Linked DNA regions of Mus musculus: region 1 is linked to region 2. Evidence: chromatin contacts called from public ChIA-PET data. All regions are on one chromosome and are shown on one strand. The core of a region is the stretch at or near the end of the contact, and the rest is flanking DNA. Distances in the headings are between cores, read along the strand shown.

What was found. ChIA-PET counts read pairs in DNA pulled down with a chosen protein or histone mark.
Region 1: a contact with region 2 is called in an SMC1A ChIA-PET map of the G1E-ER4 cell line, with 8 read pairs. The contact joins two enhancer-like sites. A contact is called at or near these places in 1 of 15 datasets of contacts at CTCF or cohesin (the G1E-ER4 cell line), 1 of 115 datasets of contacts at active chromatin or transcription factors (embryonic stem cells) and 1 of 9 other capture datasets (embryonic stem cells).

The regions. Positions count from the first base shown.
Region 1 is chr13:75,728,463-75,734,902 of GRCm38.p6, reverse strand. All of the region lies in intron 2 of Ell2 (elongation factor for RNA polymerase II 2), which reads right to left. Among named protein-coding and RNA genes, the nearest start is that of Ell2, 24 kb to the right of the region's middle. Within about 2 kb of position 1,397, at least 25 of the 459 cell types and tissues checked have an H3K27ac peak or open chromatin away from gene starts, as enhancers often do. A contact at or near this core is called in the G1E-ER4 cell line, where this site is marked.
Region 2 is chr13:75,363,387-75,369,079 of GRCm38.p6, reverse strand. No RefSeq gene overlaps it. Among named protein-coding and RNA genes, the nearest start is that of Pcsk1, 280 kb to the right of the region's middle. Within about 2 kb of position 1,764, at least 33 of the 459 cell types and tissues checked have an H3K27ac peak or open chromatin away from gene starts, as enhancers often do. A contact at or near this core is called in the G1E-ER4 cell line, where this site is marked.

The DNA.
Region 1 (6,440 bases), core at 148-2,647, 370 kb before region 2:
ATTTGTGAGAATGAGAACAAACCAAAAAACCCCAAAAGACTAGGGGAAATCTACCAGAATTGCTGTCCACTGGCCCAGACACTCCTGTTTCATACTTACTCTTGTCTTGCTTTACACAGTTCTAAAATGTTCATTCACTTCATTTCTCAATCAGAAACAATAAAGGAGGCATAAAAATAAATTAGATTTTAGGCTATCAATATGAAACTTGCCCTTCATGACTCAATCAGTTTAAATATTTTGAAAGCTTTAAGAAAAAAAAAAGTGTCATTAGCTGTAAAAATGCTAAGAGTTTCTTCAGTATTAATCTTGCATTTATAATCTTTTCTTCAAGTTCTTTAAGAAAGACACAGAACACAACCCTCCCTAAAAACCAAGAAACAAAACTGCAAGCACCTGAGCATCTTCACACCAAATGCAGAACTTTCAGACACCTGTGACAAACAAGCCAGCACTGCACGTGGTCATTGGTCAACGGCAATGTGACTTCCCACTCTCATCTTTGAAGACAGACTTTAGTGAATTACCAACACTTGGACTGAGAAGACAACAGGTGTCCACCTGAGCTGTAAGAACACGCTCAGTATCGGTTAGCCGAGTATTGCTGCCTTCAATAATATGGCTAATATTTCTATTGTCCCTGACAAAACACTGAAGGCTTTTGAAATATTCCCAACTACTCTTCTCTGGGGTGGCTTACTTGGGAGCTTCTAGTGGATGGCGTAGACACAATTTAGTTCTTAATCAGTTTTCTATTGAGTTGAATTTTGTTAACCTAACTATCACCAGCTCTTCAAATCTAACCAACTGCTGCAGCTTACTACCCTAATCAGTCTTTTCCAGATAGAATGCCCCGGTACCCCTCAGTACCCCTCCCAATACCATTGCCCCTATGTCTTAACTCGGAAGGCACACTCCTCTCCTCCCACACCTTTGATAAAGCTAGCACTCTGCCTGGGGAGAGAGCAGACAGAGGGCTTTCCTCACAGATAGATGACGAGGCAGCTCTATCAAGTTCCCAAGGAGCACAATACTCAGCTGTGTCTAACCACAGATAAAGTCTCAAGACCTGCCTTTTCCATTCCCTTTGTCAACTTAAAAAAAAAATACTTTAATATTCATTTTTTGCCTAGATTTTCATATCAAGCCTGACATCTCCCAAAATTTTTTTTATTTGTTTATGGCACACTTAGAAAATACAGATAACAAATTGCCTTTTGGGAGGCATCTACTGAAATATGTTCTAGTTTTTTTTTTTTCCCTTTTTCATTTAACCCATGAAGATAAAAAATTTACATTTATAATTAGTAATAAGAAGGCAAACCATAATTTACATATTTACTTCTAGAAATAAATGCAGTTTGAATTACAAGGCTTCACATCTGTGAAGTCACCAGCATGTCTGCAGTGAACTGGGGTTCCTCCTCTAAGCCTGCCTTTCCCTACCAAAGGGAACCAATATTGGAACTTCTGCAGTTATCACTGTGTTTGGTTTCTAAAACATTTATCATATGAAAACCACATGATAATGCCTTTTGCCTGAATACTATACTAATCTGATAAAAGGACATCACTGTATTTGGTCACTGCCTTGTTGTAGAGCTATAATGCTATGGTGTATCCTACCACTGAGTTAGTACACACAGCCCCCTCCAGTCTGCTGCTGTTCTTAGTATCAGGGCTTATTTAAGTATTCATGACTAACAAAATATCTTCCACAGATGAAAAACAGTCTGTAAATTACATTTCATTTCAGAATTCTCTCTAAAACTCTCTCTCTCCTTTTACTAGAAGAGAGTTGCCTTTTGAAAACCCTTTTAGTACAAATTTCTAGTGCTGGTGCTCTGACAGAAGAAGGCTGGAAGAGGTAATGGGAAGCCACCTAAACAGCTCCTACATGGCACGACCCAAACAATCACCTACTTGTTTTCATTCCTTTCTATCCAACCAAATTCTCAAACAATAAACACAGAGCTATCCTTGATCCCCCTCTACTCTTCCCACTGACCTCTTCCATATCATCCAAATCCTGGTAATTCTGTTAAAGCAGCCATTGGCAAAGAATGTTAAAATGCAAATCTGACCACACGACTGACTCTTAGATTAAAACAGATGATGCTCTCCTGCAGTGTCTGAAAGCCATTGATTGTAACCTACTGGAAGATAATAGCATTAGTTCAGTGGACTTTGGCCAGGATTCTTTTTACTATTTTAAATTTCCTTCTATTTATTTTTATTTGTTTAGTATGGGGGTATTTTGTCTGCATGTTTGTCTACGTACCATGTGTGTGCCTGGTGCCTGCAGAGGCCAAAAGAGGGCATCAGAAGAGCCCCTAGAACTGGTGTTACAGATGGTTGTTAGCTGCCAAATAGTTACTAAAAACCAAACCCAGGAACTCTGCAAGAGCAGAGTGCTCCTGAGTGAGTCATGTCTCCAGCCTCTTTAGAACATTTCTTTTTAATTATTTACAGGATTCTTTTTAAATGAGAGAAAAAAACCAAACAAACAAAAAACAAAATTACGGTGTACAGATGAAGTTAAGGTAAAATAAATCCCAGGCAGTGGAACTTTTGTTTCAGCTTCATGAATGTGCATATCCATATGTCTTAAGGCTTCAAGTGAAACGTTTTGTCTTGGTGTGTGCTAATGAGTGTGTGTGTGTGTATGTGTGTGTGTATGATATGTGCATATATGATTGCTTAAGTGCCCATATTTGTGACCAGAGAAGCCAGAGGTCTACATGGAATATCTTCCTCTATTACTTTCCAAAAGAAAAAAAACATTTTTTTTTTTTTGAGACAGTGTTTCTCACTAAAACTGGAGCATGGAGACCCAAGGTACTACTACCTCTGTCGTCTAGGGATGCAACTGCAACACCTGTTTTTATGTGGACACCAGAGATCTGAATTTAGTCCTCATGCTTGCCCAGCATAGACTTCACCCACTGAGCATCTCCCCATGCACAACGGTTTTGTATTAATCAGAATGATTTGCAAATATGTTTGAAATACATTCGTCTGCAGACATAGATTCCTCCCATCAGAAGTCTTACCCAGAAACTGATGAATTATAAATCTTCTCCTGACGGGCAGTGGTAGCGCACGCCTTTGATCCCCGCACTTGGGAGGCAAAGACAGGAGGATTTCTGAGTTGGAGACCAGCCTGGTCTACAGAGTGAGTTCCAGGACAGCCAGGGCTACAAAGAGAAGCCCTGTCTCGAAAAACAAACAAAACTTCTCCTGAGAAAGTCTGTGTGTGTGTGTGTGTGTGTGTGTGTGTGTGTGTGTGTGTGTATTCTTATAGTGAATCCAGCTGTAAGGAAGAAAAATGAAGGGGAAAGCTTTTCAAAGTTCAGACTTCCACAGAGATTTGCAGACGAGTGGCTCCTTGAGGAGAGCCATGCCACACCTGTTTGCCTTTGCTCGTGCTGTGAAAGCTCAGGTATAAAATGGATTTCCCTCTTCCCTCACTAACCAAGTCCTGCAACCGTTCAAATTCATCTCCCAAAGGACTTCTCTAAAGTCTTCCTGACCATCACTCTCATTAACAGCTGGAGAGGTGGTCAACGAATGTGTATGAGAATGTGAGAATAAATTAAAAAAATGTGAATTCAGCACTTATCATAGGAAGGTAGGGGTGAGAACACATGTCTCACCCTGAAGGCAGACTCCTGCAGCAAGTACTGGAAGGCCACGTACCAGTTTTCTGGCACTTCAGTACCATTAACTTTGAAGTAACAGTTCACACATCAAAAATAAATAAATAAATAAATAAATAAATAAAACCCAAACAATATCTCTTTTATAGCACTGATGCAGTAATTAGATAAGATAAATATATGTAAAGTGCTTAAAGTTCTTAGCAGCAACAAAAACATTTATAATTTCCTCTCTTTAACTTCTCTAGATTTAATAATATGTCAAGTTAACACTATTGAGTAAGGCTTGAGCAATCAGGATCTTGGATTCTTGCCCTGCATTGTTAATGGACCACCAAATCTAAGAGGGTAGCAAGTTAATGGGGTGTAGCATACAGGTTAAAATGGAAAATGTACACACACACTGGAGCCAGCAATTTGGTTTTCTTTAACATATGTAAAATGTTGTTTGAAAGATCTGGGACACTACAGTGTCATGTGTGCCCCCCCCCCCCCCCCCAGTTTCCAAATACAATTGTAAAAATCTTGTCATTTGTGCACACAGGACATAGAAAGACCCAGTCATGCTGTGAAGATACTGAGTTTAGATGACTGCCTCTGGTCATTTAGAAAGCCCAGAGGTGAATCCTTATCCAGAAAGAATAGCAGGGCAGGGATGAGTGACAGCATAAAACTAGAGAGGTGGCTGCTTAAGTTACAACAACTTTAAGCTATGACTTCATTTGTTAAAAATAATGAGTGTCTAGAGGCAGCTCATATCCTTACCTAAAATGAGATTTAAAAAAAACAAAGCTGTGTGCACATAAAAGTTAGCTAACACCTTTGATAATATGAAAAGAATTGAAATTCAATATAAATATAAATGTTGTCTTAAGCATAAACTTCTACAGCATTCAAGATCTTAGAACAAAATACCAGTATACAAGAATATAACTTTAACAGTCTTTTTTTTTTTTTTTTTGGTTTTTCAAGTAACTTTAACAGTCTTCTAGTGGTAGTCACACCAGAGACAAGAGTATCAGCCCTTAATCATCAACTTTTGAATAGACTGATGAGACACAATTGTTTATAAAACTAGTGGGCTAGACAAACCAGAAACAGCAGGGGGAAGAAGCCAGAGGAAGGTGTATCATCTAAGAGAGAAGGCAGTGCTGAGGATTCCATTTTTGCCTTTGCTATTTGTTCCAAGACCATAGTTATCTGTGCTTTCCAGGTACCAAGCTGGGTAGGGTAGGGCAGTCTGAGGGAAGCATATTCAGGGTGGCTTGAAACTGCCTACTAATTTCAAATGCTAATTTAGTCCTTTAGACTCAATCTTCTCCCCTGACCCTACAAAATAAAATAAACAGCCAAGTATTTCTGAACGCTATGCTAAGTTCAGAACTTAAATAAAAAATTTTAAAACAGAATGCAAACACCTAGCTTCTGCATTAAGGACAATACTGGAGGAATCTATAACCCTATTCAAGCCATTAAAGCTATCAGTTAAGCAGATTCAGGAGGTTCCTGTGCCCGTTTGGAAGGCACACATTTAGAACTTGTCTGGCTATCTTCTTCTGTCTTGAAAAGACACGCGTGACCATGTTTTATTCAGGATACAAAATACATTTTATATAAAAAATACCTTTTATTTTCAACATCCTTAAGATAATCTCTAAAAATTATATATGCAAAACTTCTATAGCCTCTGGAGTTGCTAAATCTGAGTTTTCAACTAAAAAGAACTTTTGAATAATATTCTGATAATAAATACTAAATTAACATGGATTCTATAATCTCATAACATGACAATACTAACATTATTTCTCATTTTCCTGAGACAATCACTCCCTGAACATTAGTCCTAGAAGCCAGAAGCAAATCAATTGCAAGGGTATCTACCATATGAAAGCAAATGTGGCTATTATTTGCTATTGAAAATCTTGCTATTTCAGATTTTATCCCAATTATTTCATTTCTCACACTTATTTCTGTGTATAAAATGTTGTGTTAGTTCTTAGTTAGGCTTTTAGAATTTTATACATAAGTTGTCAAAAAAAGAACTTTACTTTTTGTTTTTTCTTTGTTTTGTTTTGTTTTTTAAATATAATACCTTGATAGGAAGCTCATACTTGCACTCTAAATGTTCCTGCCTTAGCATCTGAAATGCTGGCATTACAGGTACACAGCATCATGCAGAGCTAACATATACCATTTTGAACCCACAAAAACCTTTGTTTAAAATGTTGGTTCACAGCAGTGAGAAACACACACAAAGCCTTGTTATTGATGGCTCCTATAGAATAGTCCTTTTATAGAAGGCTGTGTGAGGGTTCTAGCTAAATCCTTTATTTGTTATTAACTCTTTCCTAAATGTTAGTCTGCATGTATTTGTCAGGCTGGAAATTCTTCAGGAGTGAAGACCATATCTTACCTAGCTCTATATTCTTTCATACTAATAGAGAGCTTGGTCATGTTAGCATATGCCAGAAATCTTAGTGCTCTGGAAACCAAAGGAAAGGATCTCAAATTCCAGGCTAGCCTGGGACATATAGGGAGGCTTCACAAAACTAAAACAAGCTGAGCAGGTAGCTAAATGCCAGGCATTACAGCACTTGGCAGGGAGAGGTGGGAGGATTCTTTCAAGTTCAAGGTCAGTCTGACCCACATTGAAAGTTCAAGGCTAGCCTGGGCAACACAGAGAGGCCCTATCTGAGAAAGTCAAACCCAAACAAAAACAAAACAAACCCAGAAAACACCATAAAACCAAGAAGCAATCAGAATAATAACAACTTATTAATA
Region 2 (5,693 bases), core at 515-3,014:
ACTCAATTCTTCACAGAGTTAGAAAAGGCAATTTGCAAATTCATCTGGAATAACGAAAAACCTAGAATAGCAAAAAGTATTCTCAACAATAAAAGAACCTCGGGTTGAATCACCATCCCCAACCTCAAGCTGTACTACAGAGCAATTGTGATAAAAACTATATGGTATTGGTACAGTGACAGATAGATCAATGGAATAGAATTGAAGACCCAGAAATGACCCCCTACACCTATGGTCACCTGATCTTTGACAAAGGAGCTAAAACCATCCATTGGTTTAGTTGCCCACAGCTACACAAACGGGGTTCCTGAAAGGGAGGCTGGGGCTGTATGGGAAAGAGACAGCGAGAGAAATAGGAAACCAAGACAAAGATACTGATCAAGGCCCCTTGTTTCCAGCCACTCTATGTGGCTGCCAAGTGTGAGTTATCCTTGAGTGTATCCAAGGAGGTGATTAAACAGCTGCCTTCTAAAAAAAAAAAAAAAAAGAGAGAGTCTGAGCCCATCCCCCACCATGCCAGGCTCTCAATGCTTTGTCACCTTGTCACCAGGCTCTCTTCACTCTGTTACCAGGCTGTTGCTTATTCAGGATTGCCTCAGGAAGACAGGTTCAGCCTCTCAGCGGGTAGCAGGTAGCGTTGTCTTGCAGAAAACCGCAGTTATGACAGAACAATAGACCTATCTAGGTCTGAGGACGCTACCCTAGGTGGGCTAGCTGACAGTGGCAGAACAGGTCTGCGCCAGCCTGCTCAAGGCTAGGGGAGGCTATAATTCCTCTCTAGTTATTTAATAAAAAATTAGCTGGACTGGGGTATAGGCTCCATGGTCCTGCCTGGGAATTATGGTGGCTTGTGCCTGTGCCTCTCTTAGGACTGAATCTATTGGACTTATTCTTATCTGTCCTGGAGAATACATGCAGCTTATATGTATTTATTTGCACAAACACGGCTCTTTGGTGTTATTATGAACAAACTTCTTGCTTTTGCTTCTTGGCACATGCCTCTGTCTTAGATTGAAATAAGCCATAGATACAGTGGCCCATCCTTGGCTGCTGGCCCTCATTGCACACCCTTTTCCCAATCAGAGGAAAGCCACAATATACACTCAATGCATCTCTTCATATAGCTGAATTTCTGCCATCTGCACTTGCTGAAGGTGATCCTGCATGGAGGTAACCGACCTGCTTGAAATGCAAACCCAAAGTTGAAAGCAACATGATTAAGTTTGTCTGTCCATAAGTCCAGGTACTCTATTCAGTTGCAAATTAGCAATGATAAAGCCCAAACTCTGGCCTCCTTGTGTGGGGCAGGTGACTTTGAGAATCAACAGAAAAGCTGTTACTTCTCATGTAAATAGGTTATGCTCCAAGTTAACTCTGCTGGCTAAAAGGTTTTTAGCTATCTTCATAATAGGACTCTCTAATATTGGATTTATTACTAGAGCAGTCCATGATTGAGTCAGAATAACTGGTCACATTAAAGGAAAGAGAAGAGTCATTATAATTCCTGTTGGAGTCCGCCAAAAGACCCTCACTAACAAAGACCACAGAGATCGACATTGCTGCAAACTGCAAGAGGTTTTTTTATTGATCCAATGTGTTGGGGACCCCCCTCAGTATGCAGGCAAGAAGAGAGACCCCAAACAAAGAAAGAACACACTTTTTATTCATTGTAAGGGGCAGATTTAGGCAACAGGGCTAGCTGGCTTTCTCTAATGGTGCAGCAAGTAACCCTTTCAGGCATTGGTTGGTTCTCATAGGGTGACTACCTTTGGCCTAGTGACTCACTCTGCCTGCCCTTGTGGTTTTTCTTGGAATTTAGTGTGAGGCAGGGCAGAAGAATTTTTCTGAGAACTGTTATTTTTGTTATGGTTATTTTTCCAAGAACAGCTAATCTTGTTTTGGCAGCTGTAGACTTGGTAAAACTATATAGTTTGGAAAGTCCCTTCAGAGGGGGAAGGGGCTAGGTGGTCTTGAATTTATTTTGGATTCTACACTCCTCCTTTTGATTAATTTTTCGAAGTCGGTTTCCACAGTCACTTATGTTCTCTGTCCCACAGGTTAAAAAGCTTGAAGCAAGGCAGCTTAGCTTGTCTAATCTGGGACAAAGCCAAGCAAAGGTGGGTCAAGAACCCAAACCCAATACAGCTTTCTTATCACCATTGTCAGGGCACTAAGCAAGCTCACAGATCAGTCTGTCACACGAATCATTCTGGCAACTGCCATGCTCCTACAGCATTCTATGGAAAAAAACACAAATGTGCCCTCTTCCCCATATTAAATATATGATCAGGATCATGCCATATACCAATAAGTGGATCCTCCATCTCACCTAGGCATGAGTATGCCTAGTGTTAAGATACTGTAAGGCACTTAACAAGGAGTTCTTTGGCATCCAATATTTTAAAATTTAAAAAAATAAAAAGTGTGATTTAAATAATGTACATGGGGATATAATTTCCCCCTTTATTGTTTTTAAAGAAGATATAATTTTAAAGTTCCACAATACCCTGTCCTTGAGAAATATAAAAAAATCTCAGTAACATGGGTAACATTAAATTGTTCACAAAACATCTCAAATATTTGACTTTAATAGCCAGTTCCAATATCTGTTTTAATCTAATTTGGAACACCAAGAATACAAAAAATATTAAGATAGGCCATGACTAATTACACTTTTAGTTGCTTCTCTTGTTAGAGCAGTTGCAACTAGAAAGCCTGAAAAGGTATCAATAGTCACATGTGCATATTTTACTTTTTAAAAATCAGAAATATGAGTATTCATTTGCAATAATTGATTAAGTATAAGTCCTCAAGAATTAACACAATTATATTGAACAGGTAGAAACTGAGGACAATGAGAACAATTCTTTACAATTTGACATGCACATTCTCTAAAAAATACCAAATTATTATCTCAAGCCACTACTATTTTGATGATGTAAAGAATGAGATAATATGGACAATTATTCTTGTGTAAGGCCTATAATCTGTCTGGGATGTAAATTTGGGGTGGCATTGTTTTAAGAGGTCTTGTCCAGGCAATTTAGAATGAGTTCTTAAATGTCCAAAGACAGTCCTTTAAAGGAACAGTATTTTTTTTTCTTAACTTGAGTTGTATATGAGTAAACAATTGCAAATTTAAGAATTTGTAGTATCTAAGAAATAACCAATTTCAAGCAATTGTAAGCCCTGAGCTATAGCTATGTATAGAGAGACAATCAAGCTTTAATTTGTATATACATATATATCGACTATTAGTATACAAATTAAAGCTTGATTTTTTCAACATTTCAAAACACAGGCTACAGCACACAATTCAATTATCTGTGCTGAAGCAGCAGGTAACTCAAAAGAATAAACATGTGATCCAATCACATATACTTTTCTCCCATAGAAGGGCTGTTTTTAAATACAGTAGATGTATTCTTTATGGGATGCATGCATGCATGCATAAATTTACAGAAAATACAAAAGCATGCATAGAAGCAATCTTATCTTTTGGATAATGTTTATCAATTTTACCTAAAAAGTTTGCTATGCAATAGGCCAAATATCAGTATTCTGTAATAATCAATTTAATTGCTGTTTCTAACAAGGAACAGATGCCTTGTCAGGTTTTTTTTTTTTTTTTCCATTTTTTATTAGGTATTTCGCTCATTTACATTTGCAATGCTATACCAAAAGTCCCCCATAGCCACCCACCCCCTCTCCCCTACCCACCCACTCCCCTTTTATGGCCCTGGCGTTCCCCTGTACTGGGGCATATAAAGTTTGCGTGTCCAATGGGCCTCTCTTTCCAGTGATGGCCGACTAGGCCATCTTTTGATGCATATGCAGCTAGAGTCAAGAGCTCCGGGGTACTGGTTAGTTCATAATGTTGTTCCACCTATAGGGTTGCAGATCCCTTTAGCTTCTTTGGTACTTTCTCTAGCTCCTTCATTGGGGGCCATGTGATCCATCCAATAGCCGACTGTGAGCATCCACTTCTATGTTTGCTAGGCCCAGGCATACTCTGACAAGAGACAGCTATATCAGGGTCCTTTCAGCATAATCTTGCTAGTGTATGCAATGGTGTCAGCATTTGGAAGCTGATTATGGGATGGATCCCTGGATATGCTAGTGTCTACATGGTCCATCCTTTTATCTCAGCTCCAAACTTTGTCTCTGTAACTCCTTCCAAGGGTGTTTTGTTCCCTCTTCTAAGGAGGGGCATAGTGTTCACACTTCAGTCTTCATTTTTCTTGAGTTTCATGTGTTTAGGAAATTGTATCTTATATCTTGGGTATCTTAGGTTTTGGGCCCTTGTCAGGTTTTTAACACTCATTTTTGTTGTTGTTTTTCTAAAAAACCTTCATGATTTTATCTTACAATCTTTATTAGCACCACAACAGCTAATCATAATAGGATGTTAAAACTTTACTTGGAGATGAAGAAAGATGATTTTACATTAATGTTCTCTTTTGCCAAAGAATTCCTGTGGGCACATTGAGTAACAATAACTAAAATAAGCAGCTAATATTTGATTACTATTGATTACAATTGATAACAATTAATTATAAAAGCTTCCTCTACTTTCTACAAAGCCTTTCGTTTCTCACCACTTAATTTGCATCTCCCTTGATAACATCCAACAAAGGTTTAAGTCACCTTAAAACCTTAAGGTGAGGTCTTAGCCAATTAATATCTCCTGGAAGCTTTTGAAAATAATTTGAAGTAAGCAAATCATCTTTTCTTTCTTAAATTTTCTGTGCCAAAATTTGCCTAGGATAAGTAATACCCTAAATATTAAAAAGATATTGCCTCTGAATCTTTTCCGGAGCTACAGCTACTCCCAAGAACTTTAAAGCTCATTGTGTGAGAGCAAAGATTTGAAGTAAACTTCCCTTCAGAGGCATTTGCTAATAAATGACTTTACATTTAAGAAACAATATACATTGAACAATTTAAAGTCTTAGCTTCTTGTATTGAAGCAGAGACAGAAAACAACTTTTTTCTTATATAACATAAGACTATTAGCCATACCTAGAGGCAAAACTTTCCAATGATCACAAGCTCACTGGAAGCAAACCCTTTACAATTATCAGGATGCAAAGAAAAAAAACCACCTTCCAAATCTATAGTAATTTTTTATGGAGTAGGCAAGCCAGATTGTAATACCTCTATAAGTTCTACAGCCTCATTGACCTTTCATAAATCTTACACTTAAGCTTCATTTTGAGCAACACCTGGATAGACCTGTAATAATGTTGTTTTAGATTTTAAAAAAATTCCCTAGAGGCAAGGAGAGGTGAGGTCCCAAGAACTTCCCTAGGCAGGGTTTGCAAAACAAAGGAAATGCCACCGAAGCCTCACTGAGGTTCCTCTGAGCTTTGCATTAACTCAAATATAAATATTTCTTAATCTGAGCATACTGTCTGAGTTCTGGCCCAAAGATTATCTCTCCTGTAGTGATGACAGATTCCAGGGGAAATTTTCTACTATCTGTCTATGCCTTTAAACTTTTGGACAGTCTTTTTTAAAGATGACTTATACGTAAAACATTTTTTATAACCTTAGTGCTGTGAAAGAATTGCTTGTGCTGTAGTACCCTGCAAGGCAGCAACCATAGTCAAACTGATTGTATAAGGGTCCAATTTCTGCACAAAGACGAATATATCTTGATAACTCTGCCTTCATTTTGTATGGCCGGGTGG